3 separate regions of the Arachis hypogaea genome follow, and all the other regions are linked to region 1. A link is a contact called in public Hi-C data. All regions are on one chromosome and are shown on one strand. Each heading gives the region's core, a stretch centred on a gene start, on an enhancer-like site or on the middle of the called end of the contact. The rest is flanking DNA. Distances are from core to core; before and after follow the strand shown.

Region 1 (2,804 bases), core at 159-2,658:
AAGCATATTTTTTTTATTCAATTATGTCTTAATAAAAAATAAAAATTTTTTTAGCACATAAATATCATTACATGTCAGTATGTCCAATCTTATTTTTAACGTATATTTTTAAAATAAGTTTAGAAATAATATTATTAAAATAAAATATTTTAAATACTTTATATAATTAAAAAAATATTAAAAATAATTTAAAAATTAATTTATATTTTAATATCAATAAAATACTAAAATAGCATTATAATTTATCTAAATAATATTTTATGTTTTATATACTGTATTTCATATCTTATATGAATTTTAAATTTATGTATCCACATATTTTGTATCCATATAAGGTTAAAGTTTTGATTACTGTATCTTCTTTCAATGGTATTCATAATAGTTTTGGAGCAAAACAATGAACTAAATTTAATTTAATGCCAAGGTAACAAACACGGTCTAATTAATGAAGCCAAGCACAGAATGCCATGGAACATAACAAATAAAGCTGTTACTTAGCACACAGAGCAAGCAATTCTGTTCTGGGAATAAAACTGATTTAACATATTCAGTTATTTCCATAACATGCAATGCAAGCTATTAAGATCTTTTAACTAACTCATAGTATATAAGCTGCATAAGTAACACTGAGAAACTAAGATAGATTTAGATTTCACAAATTACAATTAATATTCTTCAAGTTTTCATCTCTTATTTTCTCTCCTCAGTTTCTACTTCTTCCTTTCTTACATCAAGAACTTACTCTTGGTACTTGAAAATTGATAGGGTAACTTCTCATTATTTATATAACCAATCAGACTTAATGTAAAAAATACAGAGGGTTTAGATTTTTTTGGGTCTTATACTATATATACACACTTACACTAGAAAGAGTTTTATTTATATTCCATTTGAAGTCTCATGCAGCTTGTAATAGGTCTAACCGAATAGCAACTTACTACATACCGGTGTCATCATAAATCAAAAGAAATCTCTCTACATAACACGTTAAGAATACGATCCGTAAAACAATTACACATTAAATTAAATTAAATTAAATTAAAGTTTCAGATATCCACAAATCGTATAAATTAATTGCTCTGGAACATTTTCTAAAATAGATGGTAAATCACCTTATTTGATCAACAATAGTGAGCTCTAACTAATATCTTAACAATTCGAGTAATCCAACAATAGAAATGAAGTAAATGGTTGGGAGTAAAGTCTGTAGAGGCTTTTTTTTCTGGTCAAGTCTGTAGAGTTTATGGCAATAAATAGTTTTAAAAAGATATAGAAACACAATTAACAGTTAGTTACAAAAATCTATATTTTATCCTTATTTATTTTTGGTCAGGATCCGTAAACAATTAATTGGGTCATCAAGTATGCCCAAGAACAAGACATAAGAGAGGACAATTTATATATCCAATGTTTCTTGGATGAGATTTGCTGCGTTGGTGGGCTGAAAAAGAAATCATGAATAAATGATGTTAGTTGGTCCAAAACAGCAAAACCACAAACAAAGAGTACCTTCCTAATCAATTTAAGTTAGTCAACTAGTCAGCTCATTCCTCTGTTTAAACAACTGTCAGCTGTTTGAATTCCGCTTATGATGAATACAGTAACTACTTGACCAGACTCATATGGAGATTAAAAAAAAAAAAAAAATCTCTCCCTCCCTCCCTCAAAAGCTCAAAAGTAAAAGCAAAAGTGAAAGAGCGATGATAACAAGCACCACCAGGAGCATAACCGTTATGCAACGGAACCCATCCAGTCCCCCCCGGCAACCAAATTCAAACGCAAAAAGTAAAGTAAATGAAGATATTGATTTTTTCAAACTAGCCTATGCTATACTATATACTAAACTAACTTCTTCTCCTCTACCTTGTTCAATTCTTCTTCTCAAATTAACTATGGGTTCTTGCATTAGCAAATGCAAACCCCAACACACCAAGAATGTTGTTCAAGACAAGCTTGTCATCTCCCAAGCTTCACCACCACCCATTATTCTTCTTCCTCCAAAATATAAAATCTCTCCTTCACCACCTTCTCCTACTTCCTCCTTCACATGCACCGCCGCCACCACTACCACCACCACCACCATCTCCTCTTCTTCCTCCTCCTCCTCCTTGTCAAGTGCTTCTTCCTTCACCTCCAAGGACAGATCATTCTCCAACGAATTCCTTTTGTCTTGCTACAAGGACAACCCACAAATCTCACGCATCAACTCCCTCACCCATCATCACGCTATTACTTCTCCTTCCTTCTCTAACAACCAAAAAACTCATAACAAGGTTCTTGCTTCCTCCTCTACTCACAAGAGACTGCGCTCAAACTCACCAACAAATCTAACGAGGCAGAAGAGTTTCAGAAAAGATTCATCACCATCTCCAAGCACAAGGTTCATCAATACTAATGGAGGTGATTACTACAAATATTCTGCAAATTCTTCCTCCATGGACACTAGTACTGTTTCGAAGCGAATGAATGGTAGCCCTAAGGTTAGTTCAGTTCAGTCTTGTTCTCGTTGTTGTGCTTCTTCGAGGAATAATAACAAAGCAGGTGCGAGTCCAAACAACAACTTAGGGAGGCTTCAATGTTCTTCTGGGTTGAGGCATAGAGCAATGACTCGAACGCTTAGAGTTGGATCCAAGATTGATGAAAATGTGGTCAAACAAGTGGTGTCGTCGTCCAATAATTCTAATAACAACGATATGGACTTGGATCTCGTTGAAGACATTGATAATCCTCTTATCTCCTTGGACTGTTTCATCTTTTTGTAGAAACAACTTTAATTTGTGTATGTGTTCTGCGTATTCATGTAT
Region 2 (2,804 bases), core at 223-2,722, 120 kb after region 1:
TCTCACTGTCTTTGAATAATCTTCCCCATTTTGTTTTATTACGTATAAGTCTTCGTTATGAGTTCCCACTTCCCAGTCTTAATCAGCTCCCCTAATTTTAATTTTCAAATAGAATAATGCGATCCAAATTTTTTTTGTTAATTTAATTTAATCAAATGGATCTAATATAATAAAACTCAGTTATAACTAGTATTAATTTAAATCTTATTCTTTAATTTAATTAGACTTGATTCATAAAAAGATTTAGATGTATAACATTAGTGTTTGTTTAGATGTTATTAAATTGATAAAAGAATATATTTTTTTAATAAAAAAGATTTTTTTTATTTTTTAACGTATTTGATAAATTTTTAATAATAAACGTAAAAACACACAAAAAAATATCTTTTTAAAAAATTATAATTTACATTTTTTTAAAGATTTAAAAAAAAGCTATTTTTCATGTAATAAATAAATAAATAAGGACTTTTGTATAGTTATACCCAAATATAATTGATAAATAAAAAGATATTTTTGCATGAGATATTCAAACATAAAATTATTTTTACTCTTTTATAAGATCTTTTAAAAAAATAACTTAAAAAAATTCTTAAAAAATTATCCAAACAAACCCTTTACTCTTAGATATTTGCCTATTTTTTAAAAAAATATTATATATACATTAAAATTAAAAAAACTTTTGGAGCCAATAATTTTAGTATTTTTTTATTATTATTATTTGGCCAATACAAACACTAAATTATCTTCAACAAATAAATTTTACTAATATATATATTTTAAAAAATATAGATGTAAACTGTATTTATTCATATGTGCAAAATTTTGATAAATATAAATACAAATTATATACTTTTTGTGTACAATATAAATTATTGTTAGTCAAGTATTAATAAAAAATAATAATATTTACTTATTATATATGTAGTATTATTTTTAAAATTAATAGTCAAAATCAATTACTACAAATTTTTATGTATAAATATATTTTTAAAATAAATTTTTAAATAAATTTTGATGATTCCCTTTGAAGGTCAATAACCATAAATATTTTTTTTAAAAATATTATTTATACATTAAAATTAACTATTAAAATCAGTTACTATTAAAATCAGTTACTAATGTATTTATGTATAAATATATGTATAATTTAATTTATTTTTAATATTTATTTATATTCTAACATATATTTTATATTAGGCTGATTTTAGTGTTTTAGTGTAACTTAATATATTGGATATTTTCTACATACTACATATAATACATTCACAACATGGTAGTTAACATATCATCTGCAGCGATATGATTGGATATATAGAATTCTTGTATGAAAATTCCCACCCTCCTATTTTGACCGGCAATGGCCACAAATTAAAGAAACGTAGCGCCCTTTGTATCCATCTTTCTCTGCATATATATTACATGCTTGCATGATACACCTGGAAAAATCAAAGTGATCATCATCGTCATCATCATGGGTTCACAGCTACATCTGCTGCATATTGTTCTTGTTCTTGTTTGGATTCTTTGTGGTGCAGCAGATGCAGTAACTCAACCAAACTCAAATTGCACAAAACGCTGTGGCTCCGTCGAAATTCCGTTCCCATTTGGCACCGACGAGAGCTGTTCCCTCGACACCTCCTTCCTCATCTCTTGCAACCACACTTCAACCCCATACTTGCCTCACAACAACGCAACCGTGCTGAGCATCTCGCTCGACGACGGCGAAATGCGCGTTTCAGCAGCAGTAGCTAGAGGCTGCTACGACGTCAACGGCACGCGAATCAACGAAACCAGTTACGATAAGATCTTCAACTTGACACACTTCGGCTTCTCATAGAGTAAAAACAAGCTCACAGCCGTTGGTTGCAACACAATTGGAGAAATAGTAGAGTATAATGTTATAGAGAGAAGAAACTATGCCACTGGGTGCTTTTCAGTGTGCCTCAGTGTTAATGAAACAACTAGCGGGATCTGCACCGGCGCCGGTTGTTGCCAGAGCCCAATACCGGCGAATGGCCTATCGGATATTGGTATTGGATCTTATAGTAGTGGTGCTGACAGCTACAACGCCATTTTTTCCTCCATCAACTCCTGCGGCTATGCGTTTGTGGCGGAGGATGGAGCCTACAATTTCTCCTCCGCAGACCTTGTCAACTTCCGCCACCAAAGGTATATGCAAATATAATAAAATAAAGAAAAATATAGGGTACTAATATATTATTTATCAATTTATTGTGAATAATAATTAATTATTATATTTTAAATATATGTATAAAGAGATACATTTAAAAAATACATTTATAAAAATATTTCTATTAGATACAATTATAAAAAAAATATTTTTATTAAATATATCTACAAAGACATTTCTATTAAATATAGTTATAAACAAGAGTTGACAAAAATAAACAAAAATACTGTTAGTAACGCAACAGAATTGAATTTTAACTCTTAACCAAAATTATCATTGACTTTAAATTTCATGACTAACTAAAATAATCCTTGACTTTTAAAAATAATTAAATTGGTCGACCAATTTATAAATTAAGAATTTCTCTCTATCTTAATTCAATTGTCATTAACATACAATACTAACATAGAATGCTAGCATGACAATTTTTATTAGTAAGATGATATATTTAAGATCTTGATATTATGATAAAATAAGTGTTTTAAATTAGTTAATTAGATTCATTTTAGTTAATTAATTTCATTTTGAACTCCGCCAAAAAACTAACATCTAACCAACCAACTTATCATCAATTGATAATTTTAATTTTTAAAATGGTCATTAATTAATGATT
Region 3 (2,804 bases), core at 191-2,690, 65 kb before region 1:
CCCTAATAAGCTGACATAAAACAGAGAAGAAAGAACTATTAGAGAGGTTGGAGCATGGAGGGTAAAAAGATGGCAAAGGCAAAAGAGAAAAGAGAGATTTGGTGTCACAAATCAAAGAATGGAAGTAGATTCCCTGCAAAGAGGCGTTCAGTGAAGAAGATGATTTGGGATTCCATTGTTAAGGCCATCTTCAAATCCATCAATGGTAACAACTCAGTACACCCCTGCATCTAATTAAGAGCTTTCTCAATTCTCATAGTTGATGCTTACATCTCTTTCCATTCCATGTAATATAGTATACTCACAGAAGCTGCAAATGTTTGATTCATTGTGCTAATTTTCCTATGGTCCTTATTATTAGCATGTATTCTGATACAGAGTAGTTAGCCTATTATTATTTTAATTTCCAAATACCATCACTGCTTTCTATTCAAGATGAAAGCCAAGTTCACAACGCGTATAAACCTTAGCTTCTAAGGTTATTATCACACACCCAAAAAGACAAGAAAACCCTTCAACTTAGAAAAATGAGCATCCTCCTCCATTTTTCAACTTTTTCAAAACACAAACACCACTTTCTCCTCTCCTCTTGTTAGTTCCTCGTAGCTTATTATCAATTCAAGGGGGTAATGGCTGTATTTTGTAATTTGTGGGGAGCATTTGGTTAGAATATTGGCTATGTTCCTTTTTACATACTGTATATGTATTTCGAGTATACTATTTATGTTCTTATTGGACTACTATGTCGTGGAAGTTTCTTAAATTTACGAGTGTTCACTCCTTTATGACAATTCATCATCTTCTTCATTCGACACTATGATTATACTATATGATAGGTGGAACGATAAATATAAAACATGTCATACATAATTCAGTCCAAGATTTAGTTAAAAAATATCTTTAAAAATATTTTTTAGTTTTAATATTTTTAATAATGTGTGTTATATACATTTTTTTTGTAATATTTTTTCTAGTTAATGAATACTTTTTTAGCTGGATTTGAGAGGATATTCCGATCATTCCATAGGACAAAGTGACAAAGAGTAAAAACCAATTAACTTTTTATCAATAATAAGATGACGTCCAAGTAATTTATTTCTCCAGAACTTTACTAAGAAAGCGTGTGATGCCAAAGTTGAAAGCAAGGAATAGTGGCCTTTTTGAGTGTGAGATGGTGACAATAATATTTGGCATGTAGTCAGTTACTTTATTATTACATTCATAACGACAATGTGGATTTCAGTACCGCCTACAATAACCATCACTTCCATCTATCTTAATTGTCACAACGTAATATAGATATTACTAAATTAATTTCCCGTGTTATATCGTGAATGGGTCCACGTTGGAGATTATGAGAGCCAATGCATCTAATTATGCATAAAACGGAAGACAGTGAAAGAAGAAAGATTAAAGTGTAGCCTAATTTGAATAGTTGATAGATCTAATTATGTTGTTTACAAGTTTCCGCGTTAATATGGAAAAAGCAACGAATTCTGGGCCCAACTGTTAATGGATGTAACTTATCCCAAAATTAGTTCAAAAAATAAAAATGGTCTTATAGTTATAAAGACTATTAGACTTTTAATTTTAGATAATGTGATACATAATAAAAAAAATTACTATTCTAATTTAAGAATATAATGTAGCTATTGATTATTATTACCTGCTCACTAATAAAGCAATATAATAATTACAGAATGACGAGTAGCTCACTTCTTTGACTAAATAATCATATTCACAATGTCTCAAAAGAATTCAAATGTGATATACTAAATCTATAAATCACTTTGGTAGTGACTTACTTTTTGAGACTCTACAACTCCCTACCTTCCAAATTGTTATCAACAACTACCCAATACTTGATAGGATGGAATTGGGCAGAATAGATACCAATCTTTGTTCGTCATCTGGGGTTGGAGATTCAGGGGAGGGTTAAGAATATGGAGCAAGTTTTCTAGACATCTATCTCCATTTGAGCAATATAATAACGTATAACGTGTGCTGTTCTGATTGATTTGCAAACATTGATGACTTCTTCCAAGCAATCCGATTCCACCATATATATTCTCTTCACTCTTCATCATTCGCATTTTGCAGGGTAATGTCAAGAATGTAGGTAGAATTAATTGATCAAGAATGCTATCTAGTGTTTGCTTTTAAGAAAAGAGTTAAGTAAACTACTAAGATGATAGACAAAACGAACCCTAAAAGATATTAACGATAAATAAACTGTTAAAAAATTTTAAAATACGATAAAAAAATTAGATATTAAATATATATTCTAAAAAATAATTTTAGAGATCAAATTTTATTTGATACAAATTTTTGTAAATATTATTAAAAAAATAAAATCTCTTCATCTTTAAAATTTGTTAATTTCTTGCCAAGTGAATATTTTAAAAAAATTATTGTAAATGATTACATTTTTTGAAAAATAAAAAGAAAAATTTAGAGATTAAATTTTGTTCTGAATTTTTTGTGCCCATTTTAAATATTTAATCAAATGTTGTCACAAAAATTTAGATTTAATGGATAAACCGTTTGCTAAATATAAAATTTTTATTACTTACAAAAAAATATAACATTTGTTAGTTTTTTTGTTATATTTTCAAATCATTCAGTGATTGTTTTGTCGATAATATCTTTTAAAGAATTTTTTTATCAACAGTTAAATCTTTCAGACACTGAATTGATAATTAATCCATAAAAGAGTTTTATCTAAACTCATTTACTGAGAGTATGGAAAATTTATGAGGCAATTCCTCTCTTTTTATACAACAATGTTTTTTTAATATCTAAAA

What was found. A called contact is a pair of places that touch in the nucleus more often than the background predicts.
Region 2: a contact with region 1 is called in a Hi-C map of leaf, with 2.0 times the contacts expected there. The contact joins the promoter of LOC112763863 here to the enhancer-like site in region 1. A contact is called at or near these places in 2 of 8 Hi-C or Micro-C datasets (leaf and an unstated tissue).
Region 3: a contact with region 1 is called in a Hi-C map of an unstated tissue, with 6 times the contacts expected there. The contact joins two enhancer-like sites. A contact is called at or near these places in 4 of 8 Hi-C or Micro-C datasets (leaf and an unstated tissue).

Annotation. Positions count from the first base shown.
Region 1 is chr17:125,083,950-125,086,753 of arahy.Tifrunner.gnm2.J5K5, reverse strand. No RefSeq gene overlaps it. Among protein-coding and RNA genes, the nearest start is that of LOC112765342, 13 kb to the left of the region's middle. Within about 2 kb of position 1,408, at least 3 of the 3 cell types and tissues checked have open chromatin away from gene starts, as enhancers often do.
Region 2 is chr17:124,965,633-124,968,436 of arahy.Tifrunner.gnm2.J5K5, reverse strand. LOC112763863 (wall-associated receptor kinase 1-like) reads left to right here and starts at 1,472. Exons shown (of 5, transcript XM_072222030.1): 1 at 1,472-1,744; 2 at 1,838-2,169. The coding sequence starts at 1,472.
Region 3 is chr17:125,148,522-125,151,325 of arahy.Tifrunner.gnm2.J5K5, reverse strand. No RefSeq gene overlaps it. Among protein-coding and RNA genes, the nearest start is that of LOC112766811, 21 kb to the right of the region's middle. Within about 2 kb of position 1,440, at least 2 of the 3 cell types and tissues checked have open chromatin away from gene starts, as enhancers often do.